Regions from separate parts of the Mus musculus genome. Here regions 2 and 3 are each linked to region 1. Evidence: chromatin contacts called from public Hi-C data. All regions are on one chromosome and are shown on one strand. Each heading gives the region's core, a stretch centred on a gene start, on an enhancer-like site or on the middle of the called end of the contact. The rest is flanking DNA. Distances are from core to core; before and after follow the strand shown.

What was found. A called contact is a pair of places that touch in the nucleus more often than the background predicts.
Region 2: a contact with region 1 is called in a Hi-C map of liver, with 1.8 times the contacts expected there. The contact joins two enhancer-like sites. A contact is called at or near these places in 5 of 484 Hi-C or Micro-C datasets (the N1E-115 cell line, embryonic fibroblasts, forebrain and 1 more) and 4 of 115 datasets of contacts at active chromatin or transcription factors (embryonic stem cells, heart atrium, kidney and 1 more).
Region 3: a Hi-C map of liver shows a contact between it and region 1, with 2.5 times the contacts expected there. The contact joins two enhancer-like sites. A contact is called at or near these places in 2 of 15 datasets of contacts at CTCF or cohesin (large pre-B cells and liver), 22 of 484 Hi-C or Micro-C datasets (the 63-12 cell line, B cells, CD4 T cells and 13 more) and 5 of 115 datasets of contacts at active chromatin or transcription factors (the HPC-7 cell line, bone marrow-derived dendritic cells, embryonic stem cells and 2 more).

What each region holds. Positions count from the first base shown.
Region 1 is chr10:8,910,973-8,915,039 of GRCm38.p6, forward strand. It overlaps a transcript of Sash1 not described here. Among named protein-coding and RNA genes, the nearest start is that of Sash1, 27 kb to the left of the region's middle. Within about 2 kb of position 2,134, at least 40 of the 459 cell types and tissues checked have an H3K27ac peak or open chromatin away from gene starts, as enhancers often do. A contact at or near this core is called in liver, where this site is marked.
Region 2 is chr10:8,802,480-8,806,546 of GRCm38.p6, forward strand. All of the region lies in intron 4 of Sash1 (SAM and SH3 domain containing 1), which reads right to left. Among named protein-coding and RNA genes, the nearest start is that of Gm25410, 20 kb to the right of the region's middle. Within about 2 kb of position 2,027, at least 70 of the 459 cell types and tissues checked have an H3K27ac peak or open chromatin away from gene starts, as enhancers often do. A contact at or near this core is called in liver, where this site is marked.
Region 3 is chr10:8,981,443-8,985,509 of GRCm38.p6, forward strand. No RefSeq gene overlaps it. Among named protein-coding and RNA genes, the nearest start is that of Gm51794, 25 kb to the right of the region's middle. Within about 2 kb of position 2,074, at least 2 of the 459 cell types and tissues checked have an H3K27ac peak or open chromatin away from gene starts, as enhancers often do. A contact at or near this core is called in liver, where this site is marked.

The DNA.
Region 1 (4,067 bases), core at 884-3,383:
GCACACTCCAGGGCTTTCTCTCAGGTCCTTGCCCAGTGTTTTTCAGACTTTGACCCCGTCACAGTGCCCTGAGGGGCTCCAGAGGGTCTGATCCAGGTAAAGTGGCCCAAGTCCGAAGATGACTCGTTCTAGCAGGTTCTTAGGAGACTGTTGCTGGTTTAGGAACTGTGCCCACCAGGACAGCTGCTGTTCAGATCCTTCTTCTACTTTTGTTTCTTTAAACATAACACAGCACTGGATTTCAGAATGCAGCGATCACTGGATGGCTCCGTTGTATAAGGAAACAACTTAAGTGAAGCCAAGGACTTTTGTGGAGGTCGGATTCTTGGCAACCTCGACTAGTTTACACACACTCAGAATTAAGATGAAAAGGCCCGCAAGTTAGGATGAAGCTACTAAAAGTATACTATTCATCAGGGGCAGCATCAGAAAGCCCACTCAGGTCTGTGTATAAAAGGATCAAACACACAGGGAACAGCTTACAAGCATCGACTGCAACACAGTGACAAAAGAAATTTGAATTACCAGAGAGGATTCTGCATCATTGAGTTTGACCTGATAGTAGTTGTGGAGTTATTGCTACATTACTAACAAAACACAATAATTGATTTTTAAAATACCGAGGCCATTCTTTTGATTTATCTATTTAATTTTTTATCTGTTTATTTACTTATAGGAGAGGATCCTAGATATCCACAGTTGGTCTCCAGGTCACTATGTAGGTGAGTATGACCTCAAACATCTGCCTCTTCTGCTTCACGTTCCCAAGTGCTGGGGTTAAAGCATCACAGTTGGCTTTGCACAGCACCAACCCAGGGCTTGTATGTGCTAGGCAAGCACTCTACCGACTGAGCTACAGCCCAGCCCTACCCTACTGAAGACACTCTTTTCTTAGGTTTTTGTTTGTTTGTTTGTTTGTTTTGAGACAGGGTTTCTCTGTATAGCTCTGGCTATCCTGGAATTCACTCTGTAGACCAGGCTGGCCTCGAACTCAGAAATCTGCCTGCCTCTGCCTCCCAAGTGCTGGGATTAAAGGCGTGCACCATCACTGCCTGGTTCTCTAAATTTTTAAAAGTAAGTTAAGTTAAATTTGATTATGTTTATTTGTGTGTGTGTGTGTGTACGCTTGTGTGTGTGTTGTCTGTGGTCAAGTATGTGCCACAGCCTACAGGTGAATGGCAGAGGGCAGCTTTGTGGAGTTAGTTCTCTTGTTTACATGGGTTCCAGTGATGGAACTCACTCTTGCCCTTGCTTCAGTTTCTGGACGGAGGCATCCTATTGGCCCTACTGAAGCTTGTTCTTATACAACTTCCTCCTGCTACATCTAAATTTCAAGTAAAGGAAATAGCAACTGGTCACTAAAGACCTCTCTGTGAACTCGATAGAGGATTCTGGGTGCTGTATTTTTCAGTCTCTTCCTCAGGGGGAAGTGAGAAAGCTAACCCTGACTCAATTCAGATTAAGCCTGCCTGCGATTTTAGGGAGTGGAGACTATAAAACTGTAAAGAACTGGCTTCCTGACTCAGTTAACGGAAGGGCTATAAATAGGAAGGGGCATTTCCCTATCTCAGCAAGGTCAAAGTTCCTGAAGAAACCTAGGAAGTGTTTGTCTGTTTGTTTGTTTGACTTCCTTTGAAACCCTCAGATATTCAAGGTATCAGAAAGAAGAGCAGCAGAGGGCATGGCAGGAGGGTGAAGTTTTTTGGATGGTCTAAGAGAGGCTACTGAGGTGTCGCTTGAAAGCTTGGAGCTTAGAGGCCCTGTCTCTGATGTATCCAGAGTTTAAGCTGGTTGGTCTCCATCTGCCCCCAGACCGTCTCCATTCTCTCCTTTGGGAGGATGGTCCTGGAGATGCTCTTCTGCCTTCCATTGCTTGGGTCAGTGGCAGAGGATGCAGAAGCTGCCAGGGAAGAGGCAGGGCCTATAAACATCCCATTATATCTATTGTTCTCTGCATCCCGTGCTTGTTGATATTCTAGAAGTTGTTATTCCACCGTCACATATGAGGAATCAGGGTAGCACCTAGCCCAGGCTCTTGGTTTAACTGTGCTCTCAGATTTGGAGACAGTAGAGGCTGCTTTGGTGTTTCTAGTGTCTGGTGCCTTGCCATCCACGATGGTGTCAGATGCTCATCCCCAGCAGGGGGTGCTGTTTGAGGGGAAGCTGTGGACCTTTTAGAACACAGGACTTAGCTGGTGGGTAAGTCACAAAAAAAGGGCTCCCACTGCAGTATGACCATCTGCTACAGACCTGTACATCTCTGACTTTCCAATTACCATGTGTGTTCATCTCCTGAACTGTGAGCTGAAGAAATTCTCCCATTCGTTGTTTGGGTCAGGCATTTGATCACTTCGGTGAGAAAAGTCACTAATGTCCTGTCTTTTATTATCTTACTCTCTTCACACCTCTATTGAAAAGTGTCCTCCTGAAAGTAGTCAAACAGAGAGCACCATCCCTTGCGTCCTGACAGAAACAGTATTCAAAGTAAACATGTTCAGGACCATGCAAGAGCTTTGATGGCTCCTGACCACAACCCTCAAGAATAAGTGGAATTGTTGACTTCCTTGGGAATGGCCTCATTAGGTTAGGCTGATACTGACGAAGGACTTGAGAAAATAAGCCCGGCCCCACAAATATCGATATAAAACGATCCTGCCAAAGAATTGTCTACTCACAAACTTACTAGCACATAGTATAAAAGTATAAAAGTAATTGAAAAACATTTTTTTTAGACACCAAGAGGTTTTAGTGCTAGATCTTGAGGGTTTTTTTTCTTCTGTTTCTGTAATGTCTCCTTTCCTTTCTATTTCTTTTTGAGACAGGGATGATAGCTTGCCTAGATCTCACTGTGTAGCCAAAGCTGGTCTTAAGTTTGTTATTTTCCTCCTGCTTCAGCCTCCCACGTGCTAGTATTATAAATGTGAACTCACCCATGTGATCATTTCATGTTTCTTGAAGTAGAATGTTTACTTTTTGATTTAAGAGGTACCCATTTCTTTTTGTTTTGTTTCAAGACAGAGTTTTTCTGCGTAGCTCTGACTGTCTTGGAACTTACTCTGTAGACCAGACTGGCCTCGCAGAGGTCCACTGCCTCCCAAGTGTTCAGATTAAAGGCCTGCGCCACCACCCCCAGCTGACACCCAGCTTCTGAGATAGCAATGGGCATCCAGCCTATAACAGCCCCTGCCTGCAGCTCAGCGGCTACATTGTTTTATTTCACCTCAAAACATCTCATTTCCCTGGGATAACTTCTTTGATGCCTTGGCCATCATAGATTTCATTGTTTCATATTTACAAATTTCCCTTTGGTATTGACTTACAATAATTCAATCCCCTTGTGGTTAGAAAACTCAGTTTGTATGATTTCAGTCCTCCCCTATCGAGCCTTGCTCTGTACTTCCCATGAAGGAATGAAAACAGCCGGTTTCTGAGATTTGCCTCACTAGCTCTCTCACACAAGGACTGAAGTAGATCTTATATTAAAATTAGTGAAGGATGGATCTTATAACTCCAAAGGGCTCTTCTGATGTACAGGAGGTGGCCAAATTACTTATGCATCCACCTCTGGCTTTACTCATCTCTACCAGCCCAGAACATAAGAGCTGTGTAGGTCTTACAGAAATTGAATGATACTGTTTTTAATAACTACTTCATGCCAGGAGAAGTTGCATGAAAATAATTTAGTACATTTGGCACCCAATACTCAATGATTTTTTTCTTTTCTCTCCTTCTGCCCTTCTTTTCAGACAGCAGCCTTCCTACCCTGAAATTCTGGGCATTTGCTCCCTCTGAAGACCCTACTCCACCCATGTAGCTGCTTACAGATTACACTGCTGAGCCTGACTCTCAGATTCTAACCCCAAAGCACAGCTTTCTTCCTTCCTCTCCATTCCCTCCCCAACCCCTTGGCTGCTGCTGAGGTCATCAGCTTGACTGGCTGTCAGTGGCTCTCCTCCTCTCCTCCTCCTCCTCCTCCTCCTCCTCCTCCTCCTCCTCCTCCCCCCCCTTCTCTTCTCCTCCTCCCCCTTCTCTTCTCCTCCTCTCCTCTCCTCTCCTCTCCTCTCCTC
Region 2 (4,067 bases), core at 777-3,276, 110 kb before region 1:
GACAAGGCTGTGATTCCCAGCTCGGAGGTACTCCTTAAAGCACTAATGACAGAATGAGCCAGTGAGTTAAAGCATTAAGCTACAAGCACGGGTTAAAAGAGGCCCGGCGAGTTTCAGATTTTCAGGCTTCCCACCACTGAGTCAGGCTGCACTGAAGCCATGGGACATCCACTTCTCACCAATAATGGTCCTTCCCACACTGTGGGCCTCCTGGGCTACCTTCTGAAGGCCCACCAAGAGCCAGATGCGAATGCAGACGTTCTCCAAGCAGCCTTGCTGGTCCTGTCTTGGGCTTGGAATTCACTTCTTCTCTGTTCTGCTGAGAAACCCTGCAGGAGTTTTCAGCTCCCTCCTTAAGAACCTGACATGGAGTAGGCTGGCACAGCTCCACTGCATCAAATCTTCTAGAATTCTCTTCCCTTCATGGATTCCGGGGTGGGCCACCGCGGCATTTTCTGGGAGGTGCAGACAGCGGAGGTGGAGGGAGCCACTTTCTCTCTGCCCTTCAAGGTCAGCACAGGCATGAAGACCAGCCGTGGCTAGCAGGTGTCACTGCTGCTCCCTTGGGATTTGGGCAGCCTGGGACAGCAACTGGTCTGTGTCGCTCATAATCCTGTTGACTTACAGACTCGAGGCATGTTGACTTGGGGTGGGGGTGGGGAAAGATACCAAAAACTCCTGCGGTCCTCTTCGAGGATGGATTTAAACATTCCCTTGGGGATGCTGACAGACGCTGTGGACGCACACCCATCCTGGCTGGCTGCAGTCTGTCTTGTTTCTCCCACTTTACATGCATACATTACAAGCTATGCCATCTGACAGTGGAGGAACTGCCTCACCCAGACTATGGAACCAGCCCCTACTAACGCATGTGGTCAAATCCCAGAAGAGCATACAGTGTGGGCATGCTGCCTCACTGAGATCCTAAGTTATACAGCCTTAAATGCCCACCCTCCAAAGTCCTCCCCGGCTCCTCTTTCCCATGATGCTTTGCACGCTGCCTATCACTGTTTGTTTCTATCTTCCTACTTCCGGGATCTCGTAGGTTTGTGCATAAGCCTGAAATGGGGGCAGTGTTTATTAAATTAAGTCTTATTAGCTGCCTAGCCCATCGAGGGTCTTTCCAAAGGATATTACTCTTTTATTCTCCAAGAAGTAAGGAAGGCCTTGCTGCCTGCAGACAAATGGGCCTGGATAGGAGGTTTTGATCTTCCTCGGCCAAGTCTCATGGTCTTAGCAATCATATAACCTTTCTGTACCTTGGTCTCCTTAACTATAAGCCCATCCAAATTATAGATTAGTTAGCAGGATTAAAAAGATATACAAAGCTGGGCAGTGGTGGCACACGCCTTTAATCCCAGCACTTGGAAGGCAGAAGCAGGCAGATTTCTGAGTTTGAGGCCAGCCTGATCTACAGAGTGAGTTCCAGGACAGCCAGGGCTACACAGTGAAACACTGCCTCGAAAAACCAAAATAATTTAAAAAAAAAAAGTGAAAAGAGATATGCAGGATGGAGGTGGGGGGTGGAGAGATGGCTCAGCAGTTAAGAGCACTTTCTGCTCTTGCAGAGGACTTGGGGCTGGCTCCCGGCACACATACAGTGGCTCACAACCATCTGTGACTCCAATTCTAGGGGATCCTATGCTCTCTTCTGACCACCACAGGCACCAGGAAAGTGTGCTGTGTACTTACACACATATAAGTAAAACACTCATGCACATAAAACAAAAATAAATAAATCTAAAAAAGGAAAGAGAGGCACATGGATCGCTTGGTAAACTCCAGTCAAGTCCCCTCTTATTCTGCCTGTAGCCTGCATATAGATGTGAACTGTTTTCCCTTCCTTCAGCACTGGCCCAATATTCTCTTCACTTCTAGGGCAGGAGGACAGACAGCAGCCACATCTATGTGTTAAACATCCTTGGCTGCAGTGCCCATCCCCCTCCAATGGCAGCACACAGCCTGCCACCTCGCAGGAAGCAACCCGGGCACGTGGCCTCCAGCTGGGGTTAGGCCAGCTGGAGCTCACTGATCAGACAGAATGAAGAGCAACAAACAGCCTTCTCGGTCAGGAACAGCTGAGGCAGGGAACATTAGTACAGCTGCTGTCCATCCCCCAGTCCCTGCATTCAGGAATGTCGAGCCCCTCAAATATGCCACGCAATGGCGTGCACACATGTGGACACAGAGAAACGCACAAACACAGACTTCAGCACGCTGAGCACATTGGGCTCCAGCAAAGTGGCTGTGATTTCTTAGCTTCTCCTCCAACTTGTGAAATTGGAAAGGAAACAAAGTCAGGTGGAATAATGAAAGTTTAAGTGGCCACTGATTGGTTCTGTGTATGGCCCCATCCATGACAGATGCCCTAAGGACTTCTGCTGGGAGCAGCACAGCCCCCTAAGGTGAGGGGACAAGCTAGGTACTATGCTGGGTATGGGCCAGCCCTTGGGAAGACCTGTTACTGTGTCCAACTAATCTATTAGGAGCTCAAAGCTTAAAAATTTCAAACCCACTGTTTCTGATCATGAGGCTAGCAGAGCTGAAGTTCAGGTATAGATTCTGCTGGGCTCTAGAGCTCATACCAACCACGGAGGCAACCCCAACATCACTGAGGTCAGCAAATGGAAGGCACTTGAAGTAAAGGAGCCTCCAGAGGCTTCTCATCCCAGCAAGGTGGACGTGTACAAGGGAAAGCCCAGACTGGTGAGCTGTCCTGGATGAATCAGAGCGGGGCGAGCCTTCCCTCAAACTCCTGGACAGGACCTTGCCCTTATGCCCTTGGCCTTCACATACATGGTAATTAGCAAAACTATTAAGGCAAAAGAACACACAGCCCATATGCTAATACATGGCTTTGGTCCAACACACTTATCTCCGGAACCTAACCTATGCTGACTACAGTACGAGGACCGAATTATGATAGCCCAGGCCGTCCTGGTTCTCTATGGTACTGTGTCCACCTCCCAAGACAGAGAGACTGCAGAGAAGCCAGCCCATCTCAAACAGGCAGGATAACTAGTTAACTTGTTCAAGGGCACAACTCATGTGACTTCCTCAGACCCAGGCCTGGAGCATGCAGGCCTGTGCCTCATGGGAATACTGGTGGCCCATCCCACCCCACATCCCTGTCACAAACAGGATGTAGAGACAGGATGCATTAGTCTCAGCTCCAGAGGACACGGCTTGACCTGGATTTCCTAGCTATCTCAGGCCCTGATTTGTTCTTTTTAGTGAATACGTTCTACTTCCAAGGATGAAGAACCTCTCCACCTGTGAACTCCCACATCCAGGAAGGTAGTGCTGAACCCTGGTCTTGTTGCAGAAAGGTCTACATGACACCAGACAACTCACCCTGTTCACAGGCGGGGGAAGCCCCAACGCCCTCCTAGAGCCACGCCCACAACCATGCCTGTAGAGAAATACTATACTACAAAGGGAATAATTTCTTACAAGTTTCTAAAAGAGTTAGATGGTAAGTTACCAAGAACCAGACACAAGGGTCTATTATTAATAGACTTAATATAATAATTGCACTATCAATATAATAAATTCTCTTTCAAAAGTACATTTTCTTTCTGTTTATATGACACATTTACAAATATATATACACACACACACACACACACATATATATATATATATATATATTAACCAAGCTGATGAAGACAAGAACACATTTGTGCACACAGAGACCCACACACAAACGGTGACAGTAGCATTCTTCCCAGAAACCAAAGGTGAAAACGATACAAATGCCTATCAGCCAGTCATGGGTAAAGCGAAGGCCATATGGGCATGCGTAGGGGAATGCGTGCATGCATACAGTGCCGCAGAAGCTGCAAACTGTTGGAAAACAGTAGGGTAAGTGACAGGAAGCCAGCTACCGACTACTGTGGTGACGTCTTTGAAACTCTGAGCATACTAGACACAGCTGAACAGCATCCTTATTGCCTGTGTGCAGTGCCAGCCATCAAACCCAAGGCCACACAAGAGTGTTCTACATTCCCTAACTGTGTCCTTTTAATGGAAGGACTGCAAGGCATACGAATTACAGCTCAATAAAG
Region 3 (4,067 bases), core at 824-3,323, 70 kb after region 1:
ATATACACAATACATATAAACACACATCCACATCCACAAACACACACACGTACACATATACACAAACACACACACTTCCACACATACATATGTACCTATAATAATAAACAATAATAAATAAAAAATGCCAAAAATTAAAATCACATTCGTATAGACTATTGGTAACTCAAGTCCAACTGTAGACTTGAGCAAAATGTTGGAGAGAAAGTTGGGTGGTTAAAAGTTATGCTGCTCTTGCAGATGACCTGAGTTTGGTTCCCAGCACCCACATCAGGTAACTCACAACCATAATAACTTCAGCTCCAGGGGATCCTCTTCTGGACTGCACAGACCAACACACATACATGTCCACATATCCATATATACATAACCACATAGTCACATAACTAAAAAATAAAAATATTTTAAAAAATTGTGTCTAGAGATACGTCCTAATACAAATGACCAATGTCTTGCTAACAAGGGTGTCAAGACAATTAAAGCAGGAAAGAAAGGATATTGCAACGCGATGATGCCACAAATCGGATATCCACATGTGTATAAACACAAATATACCTAATACCATGACACTCCTGTTACAGACAATGCAAACAAGAAACTGTGAAGACAACCTGTAGAATCGGAGGAACAAGATAGGAATCATACATCTGCCTTGGGACCGACATGCAGAACATAAAAAGTCATAAAAGGAATGACAAAGGGGTAGTATTGATGGAGAGTAGGGAAGCCATAAGAATGCAAGTATGTTAATGGTTGCTTAGGGACTGGATGTGGGTGTCTGGGGAATGACTGCTAATGGGAACATGAGCTCTTTAGTCATGATAGAGATGCTTTAGCGTATAGACTGTAGTGCTGTTGGAGGCATTGCATTAGACTCCATGAACTTGTCCACTTTAAATCTGTGAATTTTATACTATTTAAATCACATCTCAGCGATTCTCTCTAAAATGTGATGTTCAATTCAAGACTTTTTTTTTTTTTGCCTACAATTGGATTAGAATTTTCTCACTGGAACTATTTGTTATTCTGAGTTATTTATATTTTAAGGAAAAGATTCATTTTTATTCTTTACTGGTGTGTGTGTGTGTGTGTGTTTGTATACATGTGTATGTGGGTGCCCATTGAATTCAGAAGAGGGCACTAGACCCTTGGAGAAGGTACCACAGGCAGCTGTGGGCCATCCAATGTGGGGACCTCTACATGAGCAGTTTGTGCTCTTAACCAATGAGGAACCTCGCCAGCTTCTGCAGACGTGCACTTATCTGTCTATTTATATCCCTGTTATGTTCATTTATTCTCATCCCCTGTATGAAGCATGTCCCAGGGATGAGAGTCATTTTACATTTTTATATCTTCATTTCCTCACAGAGGAGTGTTTTTTCAGAATATTTAAGTTAAAGATATTAGTTGAATGAATGGCTTTTGAACCAAATGGATACAGTTTGCATTGAGTTGTAGGTTGACAGTTCATACGTCATCCACTTAGTTTCTATGAATCTCTTTTGTGTGAATTGTTAAGCCAGATCAATGTACCTGGCTCTTAGGCAATAATGTTTTTTTAATCTTTTGAATAAATATTGAATGTTCCCTTGGGGCTGGAGAGATGGCTTAGCTGTTAAGACCACAGTCTGCTCTTCCAGAGGTCCTGAGTTCAATCCCCAGCAACCACATGGTGTCTCATAATCACCTATAGTATGATCTGGTGCTGTCTTCTGGCATGTAGATGTACATATAAATAGAGCACCCACATACATAAAGTAAATAAATCTTAAAATAATTTTGGAAAAAGTGTTCCCTTTATTTCTAGATTTGTACCTTTTTAAAATTTTTTTTTATTCTGAGACAGGGTTTCTCTGTGTAGCCCTGGCTGTCCTGGAACTCACTCTGTAGACCAGGCTGGCCTCAAACTCAGAAATTCGCCTGCTGCTGCCTCCCAAGTGCTGGGATTAGAGGCATGCACCACCACGCCTGGCCCGCTAAATTTGTATTTTGTTGGTGCCCATTGAGACCTCGGTTAGTGATGACTGGTTTTCTTGGATCCTTACTCTGTTGTCCAGGTTGTTATCTGCTGCTGCTTGCTCTGTGTTGCAAACCCTTTCTCTATGATGCCAATAAAACATTGAAGAGGACAGAACTGAGGTCAAGGGCTGATGGGACATTAAACATTTACCTGAAGATAGACTTGGCTCCAGGCTTCAGATAACCATTCTGTGACCTAGTTCTGTCCCTCTCTGGAAGTCACCTTCCAGAACTTCTTGACCAGATTCATTGCTTTGTCTTTGATGGGCCTTTCTCTGACAGTGTCAGCCAGAATACATATTTACTTCTATTCTATCTTATTTGCGGCATCCTTGAGACATCCCATACTCCTTTAGCAGTGGCTCACATGTGCAGATTGTGATTACTCACAAGCTGTGCCCCAATCCTTGCTCTAGGCCATAATATATTGAAGAAGAGGAATTGTACTTTCCCTAACACTTTTACCTCTCTGAAGTTTTGGATGCTTCCTAAGTGTTAGAAGTAATAGATAAATAAAATATTCAGTACTATTAAAAGTACGATTAGATCGCAATACCATCAGGGGATATATATATATCTGAAAAATGCATTCTGTATACACAAATTCTAAAATAACTTGAGATAGTTCCTATCAAAAAACTCTGCTAGAGTAAGTACCTACCCCTAATCTTCTTCAATTATTCATAATATAATTTTGCATGAGCATCTCAATGATATGTTCAGAGTACAGTGAATAAATCATCTCATAGTTTTCAAGCCTGGCCACACTAGCTTGAAATGGAATAGTTCTTGCAATTGCATGTTTCCTGTTTTGTCTGTGTCTAACGCTCAGGTAAGCGCTGTGCCTTTTTGTGTGTTATGATGGCACTCATAGGTGCTAGCTTGGGTCTTCACTTGGGCTGTGCAGGAGCAGACATAGGCAAACCTCTGTGCTCCAAATCATAGCATCTCTTCAGGGAAAGGTGGGTGACAACCTGAATTCTCCTGTGTCAAGGGTTGAAACTTGAGTACTTATGTATGAAATGATGAAAGAGTTTACATCAGAACTATTTATTTTTAGTTATATGTATCAATATGTGTTGGGGTGTGGGTATATACCTGTGTGCACCATGTCCATAGAAGCCAGAGGAGGGCATCAGATCCACACAATTGGAGTTACAGATGGTTGCGAGCTGCTGTGCTTGGGTGCTAGAAACCAAATCTAGCTCCTCTGCAAGAGCAGTGTAGGCCCTTAACGGCTGAGTCATGTCTCCAGCCCCGGGGTTTCCATTTTTTGTTTGCAGGATAAAAGCACATATCTTCCCACTTATACTGTGGCTAAAGAAGAATTGCACATCCTCTACCTTGAACATCTGTCCAAGTATTTCCCAAGTGCTTACTGTGCTGGAGGGAGGTGAAACTCAACACTTCACATATAGTTTCTACTCTTACAGAATTTCCTTTCTATAGGAAAAGAGAGAAAAAACCCAAGCCAAACTAAAAACTGTTCAGAAAACATTTTCTTGATGGTCACTCAGAAAATGAAGCATTATGGAGGCTGAATTCCAGGTCACTTCTTGTAAGGGCCAGAGTGACCGAAGCTGTAGCAAATATATTGGAATGGTAACTCATATTCCAAAACCCATAGTCACACAAATGTATGGTTAGGATCTGCTGTTCTCCTCCGTACCTGCTGTGTCTCTCTCTCAGTGGTCCACATGTAAAGTTCCCAGTGTGGCGCTATTGGGAGGTGGTGAAATCTTTCAGAGGCAGGCTCTAGCAGGAGATGTTCCTTTCATGGAGATTGTGGGACCCCTTCCCGTCCTGTTTTTCCTTCTTGCTTTTATACAAGTCATGTGGTGAATAGCTTTATTCTACCCCAAACTTCCAATCATGATCCACTGCATCTCTACAAATCAAAGCAACAAAGGCCACCTACCAAACTGTTTAATAAAACTAAACCTTTTCTTCTCATTAAGTTGATGGCCTCAAGCATTTGTTATAGTAATGGAAAGACAACTAGAACCGTATCGTCTCATCTCCAGCAGGTATGTGTTACCTCATGATTC